Linked DNA regions of Pan troglodytes: region 1 is linked to region 2. Evidence: chromatin contacts called from public HiChIP or PLAC-seq data. All regions are on one chromosome and are shown on one strand. The core of a region is the stretch at or near the end of the contact, and the rest is flanking DNA. Distances in the headings are between cores, read along the strand shown.

Evidence for each region. HiChIP or PLAC-seq counts read pairs in DNA pulled down with a chosen protein or histone mark.
Region 1: an H3K4me3 HiChIP or PLAC-seq map of stem cell-derived excitatory neurons shows a contact between it and region 2, with 5 times the contacts expected there. The contact joins the promoter of PAIP2 here to the promoter of EGR1 in region 2. A contact is called at or near these places in 1 of 7 Hi-C or Micro-C datasets (stem cell-derived neural progenitor cells) and 1 of 1 datasets of contacts at active chromatin or transcription factors (stem cell-derived excitatory neurons).

What each region holds. Positions count from the first base shown.
Region 1 is chr4:137,053,882-137,061,284 of NHGRI_mPanTro3-v2.0_pri, forward strand. It overlaps PAIP2 (poly(A) binding protein interacting protein 2), which reads left to right and starts at 5,626. Exons shown (of 4, transcript XM_517964.8): 1 at 5,626-5,761.
Region 2 is chr4:136,189,332-136,196,835 of NHGRI_mPanTro3-v2.0_pri, forward strand. EGR1 (early growth response 1) reads left to right here and starts at 5,311. Exons shown (of 2, transcript XM_009449740.5): 1 at 5,311-5,904; 2 at 6,593-7,504. The coding sequence starts at 5,595.

The DNA of each region.
Region 1 (7,403 bases), core at 4,376-6,875, 860 kb after region 2:
TGACTCTCCTGCCTCAGCCTCCCCAGTAGCTGTGACTACAGGTGTGCAACCACACCTGGCTAATTTTTATTTTTGTACTTTTAGAAGAGACAGGGGTCTCATCATGTTGGCCAGGCTGGTCTCAAACTGACAAGTGATTCGCCCACCTCGGCCTCCCAAAGTGCTAGGATTACAGGCGCGAGCCAGTGTACCTGGCCCACCCCCACCTTTTTTTTTAGAGACAGCGTCACCGCCTTACCAGGTTGGGGTGCAGTGGCACACTAGTAGCTCATGGCAGCCTTGAACTCCTGGGCTCAAGCAAGCCTCCTGCCTCAGCCTACGAGTAACTGGGACTTACAAGAATGTGCCACCACACTTAGCTATTTTTTTACATTCTTTCTGAACACAGAGTTTTGGTAAGTTTCCCAGGCTGGTTTTGAACTCCTGGCCTCAAGCATTCTTCTGCCTCGGCCTCCCAAAGTGCTGGGATTATAGGTGTGAGCCACAGAACCCAGCCTATGCCCTATTTGAATAGGGAAACCTGCTTTATGGTGTGATAGCCTGTGGAAAGGGACTGCAGTTTAAGTGATGATTGGTGTGAAGGATAGTGAGACTTTCATGATAACTCCTAGTTCATTTTCCTGATTTTGGCTGCTTCTGCTGAAACTCCAAGTGTATCTCTGGCCCATCTTATTTTAAAAGGCAAGCTTCTAGAGAGGTGAACATGGGGAGAACATGGAAACAACAACAACAAAAGCTGAGCTGCTCCTGGCTAACATGGTGAAACCCCGTCTCTACTAAAAATACAAAAAAATTAGACGGGCGTGGTGGCAGGCGCCTGTAGTCCCAGCTACTCGGGAGGCTGAGGCAGGAGAATGGCGTGAACCTGGGAGGCGGAGTTTTCAGTGAGCTGAGATCGTGCCACTGCACTCCAGCCTGGGCGACAGAGCGAGACTCCGTCTCAAAAAAAAAAAAAAAAAAAAAAAAAAGCTGAGCTGCACAAAGTCAGCAGGGAAGGGTTTTCCCAGCTGGAAAAGAGGAATTGCTTCTGCCTTTCCAGTTATTCAGCACGTCTGTAGGCACACATGATGATTCTGCAAAAACGTTTACCTATTCTACACCTACACATTTTCCAAATCCTGCTCATGCTGCATATTCAAACTACACAAGTTTGGCTCTTTTTTTTTTTTTTTTTTTTTTTTTTTTTTTTTTTTGAGACGGAGTCTTTCTCTGTCGCCCAGGTTGGAGTGCAGTGTTGTGATCTCGGCTCACTGCAAGCTCCGCCTCCCGGGTTCTCGCCATTCTCCTGCCTCAGCCTCCCGAGTAGCTGGGACTACAGGCGCCCGCCACCACCCCCGGCTAATTTTTTGTATTTTTAGTAGAAACTGGGTTTCACTGTATTAGCCAGGATGGTCTCGATCTTCTGACCTCGTGATCCACCCACCTCGGCCTCCCAAAGTGCTGGGATTACAGGCATGAGCCACTGCGCCCACCCGAAGAATATTTTACTTTTTTTTTTTTTTTTTGAGACGGAGTGTCGCTCTGTCACCCAGGCTGGAGTGCAGTGGCGAGATCTCAGCTCACTGCAACCTCTGCCTCCTAGGTTCAAGCGATTCTCCTGCCTCAGCCTCCTGAGTAGCTAAGGTAACAGGTGCATGCCACCACACCTGGCTAATTTTTTGTATTTTTAGTAGAAACTGGGTTTCACTGTATTAGCCAGGATGGTCTCAATCTCTTGACCTCGTGATCCACCTGCCTCGGCCTCCCAAAGTGCTGAGATTACAAGCGTGAGCCACCGCGCCTGGCCAAGTTTGGCTCTTTAAGGCCAGGTGAGTTTTAAACTTCACTAAACAACTTTTTTAGGAAAACCCACCACTTACTGTCTGTGTATCCTTAGTGCCTAGATCAGTGCAGGCATAAGTAGGCATTTTAAAAGTTGAATAATACTTGATCCCCTCACCTTCTCATTCAGAGCAGGGACCTTTGCTTACCCTGCAGTGTTAGGCCCTTACTCAACCCTACGTACCCACTCTAGCTAGCTACATTCTCTGCCTACCTTGATACAAAGGAGCATAGGAACCATTACTGAAGCACTATAGGAACCTATGTAAGAGTTCATTTTGGGGGGGTGTGTTTTCTTGTTTATAAATGCAATATGCAATTCAAGCTTTCCTAGAGAATTTAGACAATATTTTTAAAATTCAGAAAATATTGACTCCTTTGAAATCTGTCCACCAGGAAGGCCGGGCACGGTGGCTCACGCATGTAATCCCAGCACCTTGGGGGGCCGAGGCAGGCGGATCAAGAGGTCAGGAGTTCAAGCCTTGCCAACATGGTGAAACCCCGTCTCTACTAAAAATACAAAAATTAGCTGGGCATGGTGGTGCGCGCCTGTAATCTCAGCTACTTGGGAGGCTGAGGCAGGAGAATCGCTTGAACTGGGACCTGGGAAGCAGAGGTTGCAGTGAGCCGAGATCGTGCCACTGCACTCCAGCCTGGGCTACAGAGCGAGACTCCATCTCAAAAAAAAAAAAAAAAAAAAGAAATCTGACCACCCGGAAATACTGCTATTAACATTTTGATGACCATTCTATCAGATACTTGGCATTTATACCTACTCGTGCCTGTTTACATATAAAATTTTGAACGATTTTACAAACATGCTGTTTTGCAACCTGCTCTTTTAAAAAGCATTGATATATTCTATATCAATGAATATACATATTTTAAATAACTATTTTAATGCATCATTATTCATTTAACCAATTTCCTGTTGATAGGCATTTTGATCTTTTGGGTTTTATAACCAGGCTATAAATATTCTTACATGTCTCTCTTTACATCTGTCCATTTGGGTAGATTCCTATATTTGGAATGTTTGGGTAAAAAGGTACATACTTTTTACATTATTGTTGAGAAATGAGGGGTCTGTAGGAAGGTGGTAATTTACAGTGGGGGCCTACTCATAGCCATCCTGGGCCTTCTGATTTCTACTTCAACCTCCATCTTAAGATGGTTACTATGTGAACCAGATAGGTAAATTTTTGCAGTGTTTTAAAACTGGATCTCTCTGTTGGTCCCATTGCAGTGTCTCTCCTTACCATTAGCAAACTTGTTAGCCTTCATTATTTTGTTTTCCATGTATAGATCATCACCATCACTATCCAAGTATAATATTGCTACATTGAAGTTTATTTTGCATGTGAGCAGAGCATTGCATGTCCTTATGTCTAGAGAATGCCAAGGAAATACTGGGCCCCTGACGCTTAGCCACTGTGGTGAACTCTCAGTGCGATCTGGAAATTGAGATCTTAACCCCTTTGTGTGGGAAAAACAGCATTGGCCTTTGAGTGTTCCACATGATTTATCAAATATTTTTTATTACCATTATAACCAGTTAAGTGGCTTGTGTTACTAAATAACAAATTCAATTATCTCATGTTTACCTTTTTGTTTATTTGTTTGTTTGTTTTAAGACAGAGTCTCACTCTGTCACCCAGGCTGGAATGCAATGGCATGCTCTGGGCTCACCACAACCTCCTCCTCCCGGGTTCAAGCGATTCTCCTGCCTCAGCCTCTTGGGTAGCTGAGACTACAGGCATGTGCCACCACATCCGGCTAATTTTTGTATTTTTATTAGAGATAGGATTTCACCATGTTGGCCAGGCTGGTCTCAAACACCTGACCTCATGATCTGCCCGCCTCAGCCTCCCAAAGTGCTGGGATTACAGGTGTGAGCCACCGCACCTGGCCTCATGCTTACCTTTTAAGAGAGTCTGGGTTAGGCCAGGCCCTGTGGCTCACGGCTGTAATCCCAGCACCTTGGGAAGCTGAAGCAGGCAGATCATTTGAGCCCAGGAGTTCAAGACCAGCCTGGGCAATGTGGCAAAACCTCATTTCTACAAAAAATTCAAAAATTAGCCAGGCATGGTGGTACACACCTGTGGTCTCAGCTACTTTGCAAGCTGAGGTTTGAGGATTGCTTGAGCCAGGGAGGTTGCGGCTGTAGTGAGCCGTGATCATGCCACTGCACTCCAACCTGGGTGATGGAAGACTGTGTCTTAAAAAGAGAGTCTGAGTCATCTCAGACTATATAAATACCTATTTTGTTATGTTCAGACTTCCTCCAGCCTCAGATTGATAGCTTATCTTCACAGTTTAGAATATAGATCTGTAAGTGCTGCCAAGGTGGTTGACCCAGGAGCTAGGGCAGAACTATCTGCATTCATTTCTTTGGGGCTTTGGATTGGCCCAGAAGAGTATTCAGTGAATGAAATAGCTCTGAAGAGGAACAACCTGGTTTCTAAATTCAAGCCTTCCCATGGAGGGAATTTTTTGTCTTAGTAAATACTACAAGCATATAGTTTTTAAAAGATTCAAAATTTTCAGGAGAAAAAGATAGTTATTTGCACCCATTTCCTAGTCGGTCATTTTCCCTCTCCAAAGGGAAGAAATTAGTTTGTGTCCCTTTTTCAAAGATAGTATCTACAGATTTGAACATCCAGATTTGTAAAACACATACTCTCGGCCGGGTGCGGTGGCTCACACCTGTAATCCTAGCACTTTGAGAGGCGGAGGCGGGTGGATCACGAGGTCAGGAGATCGAGACCATCCTGGCCAACACGGTGAAACCCCTATCTCTACTAAAAGTACAAAAATTGGCCGGGTGTCCTGGCGTGCTGCGCCTGTAGTCCCAGCTACTTGGGAGGCTGTGGCAGGAGAATCTCTTGAACCCGGGAGGCAGAGGTTGCAGTGAGCCAAGATGGCGCCACTGCACTCCAGCCTGGGCAAGAGAGCCAGACTCCGCCTCAAAAAAACAAAACAAAACAAAAAAACAAAAACATACTCTCTTCTTTACATTGCTTAGTGTCACTAGAAATATATCTTGGGGCTTGTCAACGATGACAGGAAGGAAGCATGGGTAAGAATAACTATGGGGCCAGTGCACCCAGGATCACGGACTACAAAATTCTTGAACCCGGAGGTCACACTCTTCTATCCTGTGTGGACAGGGCATTTCCTCCTTTAGCCACAAAGAAGTTGCACATGTATTTGTATTTTGCGTTTGCATCCAGCTTCAAAAAGTGTGTTTTTGTGCCTGCACGTGTCTGAGTGCGGATGTTTGCGTATCATTTAGTACGCCTCTGTGATTTCCCTTAGTTTATTATTTTTCTGTGTCAGGATCTTGACGTGACTCGGTGCATGTCGCTGTTTGTGTGACATTGTGTATCATTCTTGGGGTGTGTATGGGTATGTGTGTGCTATGTCATTACCTAAATATTACGTTTTTGGGGGGGTGTGTGATGTCTGTAAAAGTCCACGCCTGTGTATCTTGTCAGGGTGCTCTTCAGTCCCCAGCTGCCTCACTCATTGCATATCATCATTCTCGGAAGATGGGCGGGTGTGGGAACAGTGGTACGCCCCCATTCCTGCCTCCCAGAGAGAACGTGCGACAGCGTTCCTGCTACACCCGGCAGCCGGCCGTAGGGGCGCGCTGGAAAGGCTGCTGCGCGTGCACACGTGTGCAGCCTTGGAGACAGACTTCGGGGTCGCGCGTTCTCGCGCGCGCTCTCTAGTGGCTTCGGAGGGCAGAGCTGACAGAACAAGAGGGCGGGGTTGGCGGCGACGGAAGTGAAGTCACTTCCGGGCTGGGGTGTTTGTTTGGACTGGAGAAGGGAGGCGGCGGGCGAAGCGCACGTCGAGCGGGGGAGCGGCGCTGCCTGTGGAGATCCGCGGAGGCCGACAGGATTCGTTGGCTGCCGTCCCCGCTGCTGTGCATTGGGTGAGGGGTCCTCTCGGGCAGAGTGGCGACAGGGGTGCGGAGGTCGAGGGACAGCAAGTCGGCGACGGCAGAGGGGCCTAAAGGGTTCCCTGGGTGGTTGGCCACCGAGTCCATTGCGGCCTCCGTTGTTCATTGCCTCTTTCCACCAAGTCTGAGGGATGAGCTTGGGCCGACTTCGTCTCTGTCTTCTCCGAGACATGGCCGTCGCTTTTTTTTTTCATTGTCATTATTAATGATTTGGATCTCGCAGCTCTCTATCCGGGTCCTCAGTGGCGCGAGGGTTGCCGGGATAGCGCTTTCTCCTGTTCCCCATTCTCCCGGTCCTTTATCCCTCCGCCGGGTACCCTTTCCCCTGCCCCCCCTCCCACCGCCTCGGCAACAAAGCTTATTGTTTCTACCCGCTTTACGCCTGCGCGTCGCCACGCGCAGCCCCTACTTGCTGCGCGTGCGCGCCTCAGCAGAGGCTGGGGTTTGGGGAGAGAGGGGCGGAGGGACTGGCGGGCTCTTGGCGTCCTGGGGGAACGCTGCAACCGTCGACCGGCCTGATCAGAAGATCGTCTTTCTCCCGTTTCTTCGCCATCGCTACCCCTTATTTTTGGTTGTATTGCGGCTCATGCCCTGGAAAAAAGAACCTTTGGGGTACTGGGAACCCTTACCCTAGGAGGGCGTTGAGTTAGATGAACTTTAAGGTCCTCTTACCTTTTAATAATTTTCTGTGCTTACTCTCCTCCTTCCCCACCATCGCCACCAGAAATAAATAAGGCTTGTGGTGAACTTAGGTCTTCAAAACATTTGTTGCAGCAGCCAGCAGTGATATTTTTTAGGGACTCCTAAAAGGGGTCTTACCTGCTTCCTTTTGTTTCTTTTTTCCCTGATTTGGCACACGTATCAACTCATAAAAACCCCAAACTCTAGAAAGAATTTGGCTTCCAATTTGCCTTGGAAGGTGTAGCAGCTGACAGCCTTTGACGTTTATTTCAACGGAAAGTAGATGTTCATGTTGGGTGTGCTGGCTAATGTTGGAACGTGGTGGCATTGTTTTTTCACAAATTTCATTAGCGCAGTTAGATCAGGTGTTGGTTTATATTTTCATTAAGTCGCTTTTGAAATTTCTTCTGGCGTAGGTTGTGTTTGCAATAAGTAAAAGTTCTCTACAATAATTTTTAATGAGACTCCACTATTCGCTTTTGTGATTCTGTTTCCAGTTAGTGAAAGACAGGATATTTGGGGAAAATTAGTCTGTTTATACTACTTGTCAGTTGTGAACTTGAATAAAACTTTTCCACACACACACAAAATCACAGGATAGGTAACTTGACAAGAACTATAGAACCCACTTGTGTTTCTTTAAGGGATGGAGGTTAGGGAATGGAGATTTCCTCTAATGATTCAAGGCTGTGCACGTTGCTCCTTAGGAACTCAAATTGAGGTAGGTAATTTCACCCTCTTTTGGTCAGAATGAGTTTATAGCAGGCTTTTCCTTAAATAAGCACTCTGCACTTTATTCAGGTTTATCACTTTATGACTCTAGAGTGTGATGCTCCAGTTTTAGTGAAAAACTTGAACACTTAGCACAGCAATTTGGTTGATACTGTGGGAGATTAAAGAATGTGGAAGGCAAGACCTCTGCCCACTTGTAATC
Region 2 (7,504 bases), core at 4,061-6,560:
CGTTTCCTGACAGGCTAAGGCCTGGGCAGCATGCACGGTTCTGAGCTCAGCTCCTCCCACCGTTCCTAGGTGGAAGCTGCCTTCTAGGGGCTCACACCACAGGGGCTGGGCAGGGTTGGGAAGGGCCACCTTCTCCTCTCTATGAGCTGTGAGGACAGAACAAGGGAGAGAGGGGGTGGACTGGTACATTTGGCTCTGCACAATTCTTGCTGTCCACACCTTCACCTGAGGCCCCAGAAAGATCACAGCCAGACTCCCTTCCCTCCTGAGGCCTTTGCAAGGCTGGCCCTCTGCCTGCAATGCTCTCCCCACCACACCCCTCTATGCAGTCAGTTTCCTCTCCTCTTTTTTATCTTTTATCGCTGCATAAATGCCACCTCCTCCAATATGCCTTTCCCTCACCTTCCTAGTATATCAGCCACACTCACCATGATCTGAAATTATCCTTTTTATTTGCATAACTGTTTATTTCTGTCTATCCCACTAAATGGTATTTTCCATGAGAGCAAAGCCTCACTGCAGAATCTCTAAGACTCAGCACTGCACCCAATACACACAGTGGGCAATAAACCTTTTCAAAAGAATGAATGTTTTATTTAACTTTACCTTCTGCTACTTCCCAAGAGGAAATCTCTCTACTCTAGCCCATTTCGTCACCTTCCAGCCTCATTTTCCCCAGACAGACCACACATGGGTGCTCCTGGCCAACCCACCCCCAAGCCTGGCCTGAAACAGCTTCTCACTTCCCCACCACAAAGTTTGGGCCTTCTCACGTTCCTTCTCCTCCAAAATCTCTTCATTGTCCCTGACCGTCTCCCAGCCCCCTGGAATCTCTCCCTCCTCTTATCTCCTATGTCCCTTAGTGTCACTGAGTTTTGCTGGCTAACAGGGCTGCTTCCTTTCTATTCTTTATTCTCTTGTAACATAGAATCCAGGCTCCCTTCTACCCAGCTGTAAGCTCCTTAGAGGCAAAGGCCTATGCCATGGATCTTATTCCCAAACCTTGACTGCAGTTAGTCCTCAGGGAAGTTTTTATTGTTGTTGATAATGGGTGTTCAACTGGTTAGGTTGTGAGTAAGAGAAACTAACTGAGGATGTTTTATTTTATTCAATAAAAAAGGAATTCATTGGCCTGCATAACTAAAAAGCTCAGGCTGAGTCCAGGGACCTTCTGTACGTTTGTCTCTCTCTTCTGTATGTCTGTCTCTTCTCTCTGACTTCCCCTGCATTGGCTTCATTCTCAGGCAGGCTCTCCAGGCCTGTGGGCGAAACGGCCTCCAGGCTTACATCCTATTGGCTTAGTACCATCAGGGAAAGGGAATTTCCCTTTCCCAAGAGTTCTGGAAAAAGTGATTCTCATTGGCCTGGTTTGGGTCATGTGCCCATCCTGACTCAATCACTACAGCTAGGGAAATGAACCACTCCTAGGCTAGGCCACCCCTGGGTGGATGGCCAGGCCCAGGGAACATACCTACTTATAGATGTAGAGTGGGGGCTATCTGCCCCCAACCACATGGATTAGGGTGGCTCCCCAAAGGAAACTGCTGGCTGGGGAATAGTAATAAAAAGAAAGGGGAATTGATATTGGTCATGCAAAACAAAAGATGTAGACGTAGACTATGAGAATTTCCCATGCTGAGCTTCAGCAAGAACCTGACAATACCTTAGGTGAGCTGCACAGGAGAATCATCGGGAAACTGGTTTGCCCTGGCTGGGGCAGAGGATGTTCTCTCCCAGTCTGGGTGGCTCTCCAATGACAGCACAAGAATCCCAGGCCGATACCTTGGCTCAGTGCTGCCACTCGCAAGCTCGGGAAGATTGTGATGCAGCTGGTCCAGGGTAAAACCTGTCTTTTTCAGACTTCCACAGGCGATTGTGCTGCACAGTCAAGGTTGAAAAATGCTGCTCTAGTAAACGTTCTACTGCAGCAAGATGGATTCAGATCAACTCTTAGGGATTATGTCCCCTGTGATAGGATTGGTATGTTTTTCCCCATCTGCACAGCTTTCCAGAAAAGGGTCACTGGAGTTTTCTTGGAGGCTGAGGATGGGTGGGTGAACTGTGGATGACTCTATGGATCCAAAGCCTCTGAAAAGAACAATAGCCACTGTTTGTTGAATGCCAATTGCAAGGCAGGTACTGTGCGTTGGGACTTGACATCTGGCAGCCCGCATAAATTTCAGTCCTCACAACAATACTCCCATGTGGGTATTATTACTATTATTTATTTATTTGAGACAGAGTCTCGCTCTGTCGCCCAGGCTTGAGTGCAGTGTTGTGATCTCGGCTCACTGCAAGCTCCACCTCCCGGGTTCACGCCACTCTCCTGCCTCAGCCTCCGGAGTAGCTGGGACTACAGGTGGCCACCACCACGCCCGGCTAATTTTTTTGTATTTTTAGTAGAAACGGGGTTTCACCGTGTTAGCCAGGATGGTCTTGATCTCCTGATCTCATGATCCGCCTGCCTCGGCCTCCCAAAGTGCTGGGATTACAGGCATGAGCCACTGTGCCAGGCCCCATGTGGGTATTATTAACATTAGCCCCATTTTACAGTTGAAGAAAGTGAGACACAAAAAGCGTGGCTGGCTGGGCACGGTGGCTCACGCCTGTAATACCAGCACTTTGGGAGGCCAAGGCAGGTGGATCACCTGAGATCAGGAGTTCAAGATCAGGCTGGCCAACATGGTGAAACCTGGTCTCTACTAAAAATACAAAAATTAGCCAGGTGTGGTGGGGTGCACCTGTGGTCCCAGCTACTAGGGAGGCTGAGGCAGGAAAATAGCTTGAACCCAGGAGGCGGAGGTCGCAGTGAGCCAAAATTGCCCCATTGCACTCCAGCCTGGGTGACACAGGGAGACTCTGTCTTAAAAAAAGCAAAAACAAACAAGTAAACAAAAAGCTTGGCTGGCTGGGTGCTGTGGCTCACACCTGGAATCCCAGCACTTTGGGAGGCCGAAGTGGGTGAATCGCTTGAGCTCAAGAGTTCAAGACCAGCCTGGGCAACCCAGCGAAACCCCTCTCTACGAAAATACAAAAAAAAAAAAAAAAAAAAAGTAAAAGCCAGGCGTGGTGGCAGGCACCTGTAGTCCAAGCTACTCGAGAGGAGGAGGCTGGAGGATCACTTGAGCCTGGGAGGCGGAGGTTGCAGTGAGCTCGCGCCACTGCACTCCAACCTGGGTGCCAGCGTGAGACCCCGTCTCAGAAAGAATAAAAACATTAAAAAAAAAATTGGCTAAGGTACCCTACCAGGGAGTGGCAAAATGGATATTCAGACACAAGACCATCTGCGCTGCAACAGCCTGGCCTTCCTGCCCTTGCGGCAGGAGTCCTCTGAGAAGCGCATCACTCCTGCCCCAATGGACAACTCGGTAGACAGTGGGAGTGAGCCCCCCACCTCCCCAGCGGACTTGAGACGGCAGGCTCCGAGACGAGGGAGTCCTGGTTCATTAAGTTGGTTTTTATAAGAAAACATGTTTGGAGGGGGGACAGCCACAGAGGGATTAAGTCCAAGAAAGTTACACCCTCCCCCACCTAATCCCCCTGACCCCGACCTCCAGAGGCTGTTGGGGTTCACAGAGGCCCTCACCTCCTCCCTTCCCTCTCGGTGTCGTCAAGCACCCTCCTTCCCCACATTCTCTTTCTGCTTTCTTTTTAAATCCAGAAAAAACAGCACCTCCTCTGGATTCAGAGCTACAGCAGGAGGAGCCTTCCCTTCCCGGAATCCCTGTTCCCTTTGGGGTGCGCAATTGACTGCGTCGTGGGGGCGGGGAGGGCTTCCCTGTTCGCGTTCGGCCCCAGGGAGACCTGCGGGAATCGTTCTCCCCCGCCACCACCCACCCCCTGCTTCCTTCTCCCCCTCGCCTTGGCCAGGCTCGGGGTGAGGAGTGTTATCCCGGAGTCTGGGCGCCTCGGCAGTGACGGCTCCCCAGGGACTGCAGGGGGAGCCCGGGCTGCAGCGCCTGCTCAGTTCGTGCTCACTGCGTCGAAGGCTCCCCCGGCCTGGCTCCGCGCCCAGCGCCGCATCCGGGAGGGGGAGCGAGGAGGCGGCGGAAGAGCCCGCGCGGCCGGAGTCCGGGGCTGGGAGTGGAGAGGGAACCTCCAGGGGGCAGCACCGAGCCGCCAAGCCGGTCCTCTCTTCGCGCCCAGCCCGGGGTCCCCAGATAGCCCATAGGGAAGCCCCCCTTTTGGATTCCCGCAGTGTGGGCCGGCCCTCCACCTGGACTGGATAAAGGGGGGAAAGTGATCCCTCACCACAAGGACCATTATCTCCTGGTGAGAACAGGAATCAGGTCTCTCTTGGGGCAATCAGCTTCCCCACTTCGGTCCCCCAAAGGTGGGCTCTTTGCCGGCGGGGACTAGGGAACAGCCTTTCGGTTCCGGGGGAGCACAGGGGACCCCAGGCACCAGCAGCCCCATCCCACCGACAGGTGGCAGAGGCAAGGCAGCTCACTGCTATACAGTGTCCCAAGAACCAAGTGGCCGTGACTTCCTATCCTCAGTTTCCCAGCGACACCCGGAAAGACACCGTGCCATAGGTCGAGGCCCGGGGTCAAGGCCCCGCCTCTCCTGGGCGGCCCCTGCCCAGGCGGGCCCAGCCGCTCCTCCCCCGCACTCCCGGCTCGCTCTCACGGTCCCTGAGGTGGGCGGGCGGGCCCTGGATGACAGCGATAGAACCCCGGCCCGACTCGCCCTCGCCCCCGCTCTGGGTCTGGGCTTCCCCAGCCTAGTTCACGCCTAGGAGCCGCCTGAGCAGCCGCGCGCCCAGCGCCACACGCCACGAGCCCTCCCCGCCTGGGCGTCCCCGGATCCCGCGAGCGCTCGGGCTCCCGGCTTGGAACCAGGGAGGAGGGAGGGAGCGAGGGAGCAACCAGCTGCGACCCGGAAATGCCATATAAGGCGCAGGAAGGATCCCCCGCCGGAACAACCCTTATTTGGGCAGCGCCTTATTTGGAGTGGCCCGATATGGCCCGGCCGCTTCCGGCTCTGGGAGGAGGGAAGAAGGCGGAGGGAGGGGCGGGGGCAACGCGGGAACTCCGGAGCTGCGCGGGTCCCGGAGGCCCCGGCGGCGGCTAGAGTTCTAGGCTTCCCCGAAGCCTGGGCGCCTGGGATGCGGGCGCGGGCGCGGGCCCTAGGGTGCAGGATGGAGGTGCCGGGCGCTGTCGGATGGGGGGCTTCACGTCACTCCGGGTCCTCCCGGCCGGTCCTGCCATATTAGGGCTTCCTGCTTCCCATATATGGCCATGTACGTCACGACGGAGGCGGGCCCGTGCGGTTCCAGACCCTTCAAATAGAGGCGGATCCGGGGAGTCGCGAGAGATCCCAGCGCGCAGAACTTGGGGAGCCGCCGCCGCCATCCGCCGCCGCAGCCAGCTTCCGCCGCCGCAGGACCGGCCCCTGCCCCAGCCTCCGCAGCCGCGGCGCGTCCACGCCCGCCCGCGCCCAGAGCGAGTCGGGGTCGCCGCCTGCGCGCTTCTCAGTGTTCCCCGCGCCCCGCATGTAACCCGGCCAGGCCCCCGCAACTGTGTCCCCTGCAGCTCCAGCCCCGGGCTGCGCCCCCCCGCCCCGACACCAGCTCTCCAGCCTGCTCGTCCAGGATGGCCGCGGCCAAGGCCGAGATGCAGCTGATGTCCCCGCTGCAGATCTCTGACCCGTTCGGATCCTTTCCTCACTCGCCCACCATGGACAACTACCCTAAGCTGGAGGAGATGATGCTGCTGAGCAACGGGGCTCCCCAGTTCCTCGGCGCCGCCGGGGCCCCAGAGGGCAGCGGCAGCAACAGCAGCAGCAGCAGCAGCGGGGGCGGTGGAGGCGGCGGGGGCGGCAGCAACAGCAGCAGCAGCAGCAGCAGCACCTTCAACCCTCAGGCGGACACGGGCGAGCAGCCCTACGAGCACCTGACCGCAGGTAAGCAGTGGCCTACGCCGAGGGGGAACCCTTTCGCCACCATCCTGGCGTCCTGTCCTTCACCGCAGGAGTGCTCCTGGATCTTAGAATGAGAGCCGGGTTTCCCTTTCATTCCTCGCATCCCCAGAGTCATGTGTTAGAGGGATGCCAAGGAACCCCACACAGCCCACCCCCTGCCCTCATCCCTAGCGGAGCGCAGAGGACCGAGCTTTTGTTTTGGATGGAGAGCTCTGGAGCTGCGTGGGTGGGTGGAGGGGGAGGGCTTGTTTTGATGAGCGGGGCTGCGCCCCCCACCTCCAGTAAGACTTGCCTTGCCTTGCTTGCCGCCTGTCCCCAAGGAAGGACCGTGATCCTTGGCCGTGGATGTCCCGGCAGCCCGGGTTTGGGGGCGCGCACTAGCCGCGGCCGTGGGGGTGCTGGCGGGAATCCCTCGCCCGCACAGCCGCCGCTGCGGAGCGCTGCGAGCTGCAGTGGAGGGGGATTCTCCGTATTTGCGTCAGCTGTTGTTGAAATGGGCTCTGCCACTGGTGCGGGTCCAGGAACATTGCAATGTGCTGCTATCAATTATTAACTACCTCGGGAGTCAATGGTAGCCGGCCTGGTCTCTTGCCTGGCAGCTCGGGTCATCCTCGTCCTCCAGTGATTGCTTTCCAGTAACCAGGCCTCCCGCTTCTCTCTCTCCTGCCAGAGTCTTTTCCTGACATCTCTCTGAACAACGAGAAGGTGCTGGTGGAGACCAGTTACCCCAGCCAAACCACTCGACTGCCCCCCATCACCTATACTGGCCGCTTTTCCCTGGAGCCTGCACCCAACAGTGGCAACACCTTGTGGCCCGAGCCCCTCTTCAGCTTGGTCAGTGGCCTAGTGAGCATGACCAACCCACCGGCCTCCTCGTCCTCAGCACCATCTCCAGCGGCCTCCTCCTCCTCCGCCTCCCAGAGCCCACCCCTGAGCTGCGCAGTGCCATCCAACGACAGCAGTCCCATTTACTCAGCGGCACCCACCTTCCCCACGCCGAACACTGACATTTTCCCTGAGCCACAAAGCCAGGCCTTCCCGGGCTCGGCAGGGACAGCGCTCCAGTACCCCCCTCCTGCCTACCCTGCCGCCAAGGGTGGCTTCCAGGTTCCCATGATCCCCGACTACCTGTTTCCACAGCAGCAGGGGGATCTGGGCCTGGGCACCCCAGACCAGAAGCCCTTCCAGGGCCTGGAGAGCCGCACCCAGCAGCCTTCGCTAACCCCTCTGTCTACTATCAAGGCCTTTGCCACTCAGTCGGGCTCCCAGGACCTGAAGGCCCTCAATACCAGCTACCAGTCCCAGCTCATCAAACCCAGCCGCATGCGCAAGTACCCCAATCGGCCCAGCAAGACGCCCCCCCACGAACGCCCTTACGCTTGCCCAGTGGAGTCCTGTGATCGCCGCTTCTCCCGCTCCGACGAGCTCACCCGCCACATCCGCATCCACACAGGCCAGAAGCCCTTCCAGTGCCGCATCTGCATGCGCAACTTCAGCCGCAGCGACCACCTCACCACCCACATCCGCACCCACACAGGCGAAAAGCCCTTCGCCTGCGACATCTGTGGGAGAAAGTTTGCCA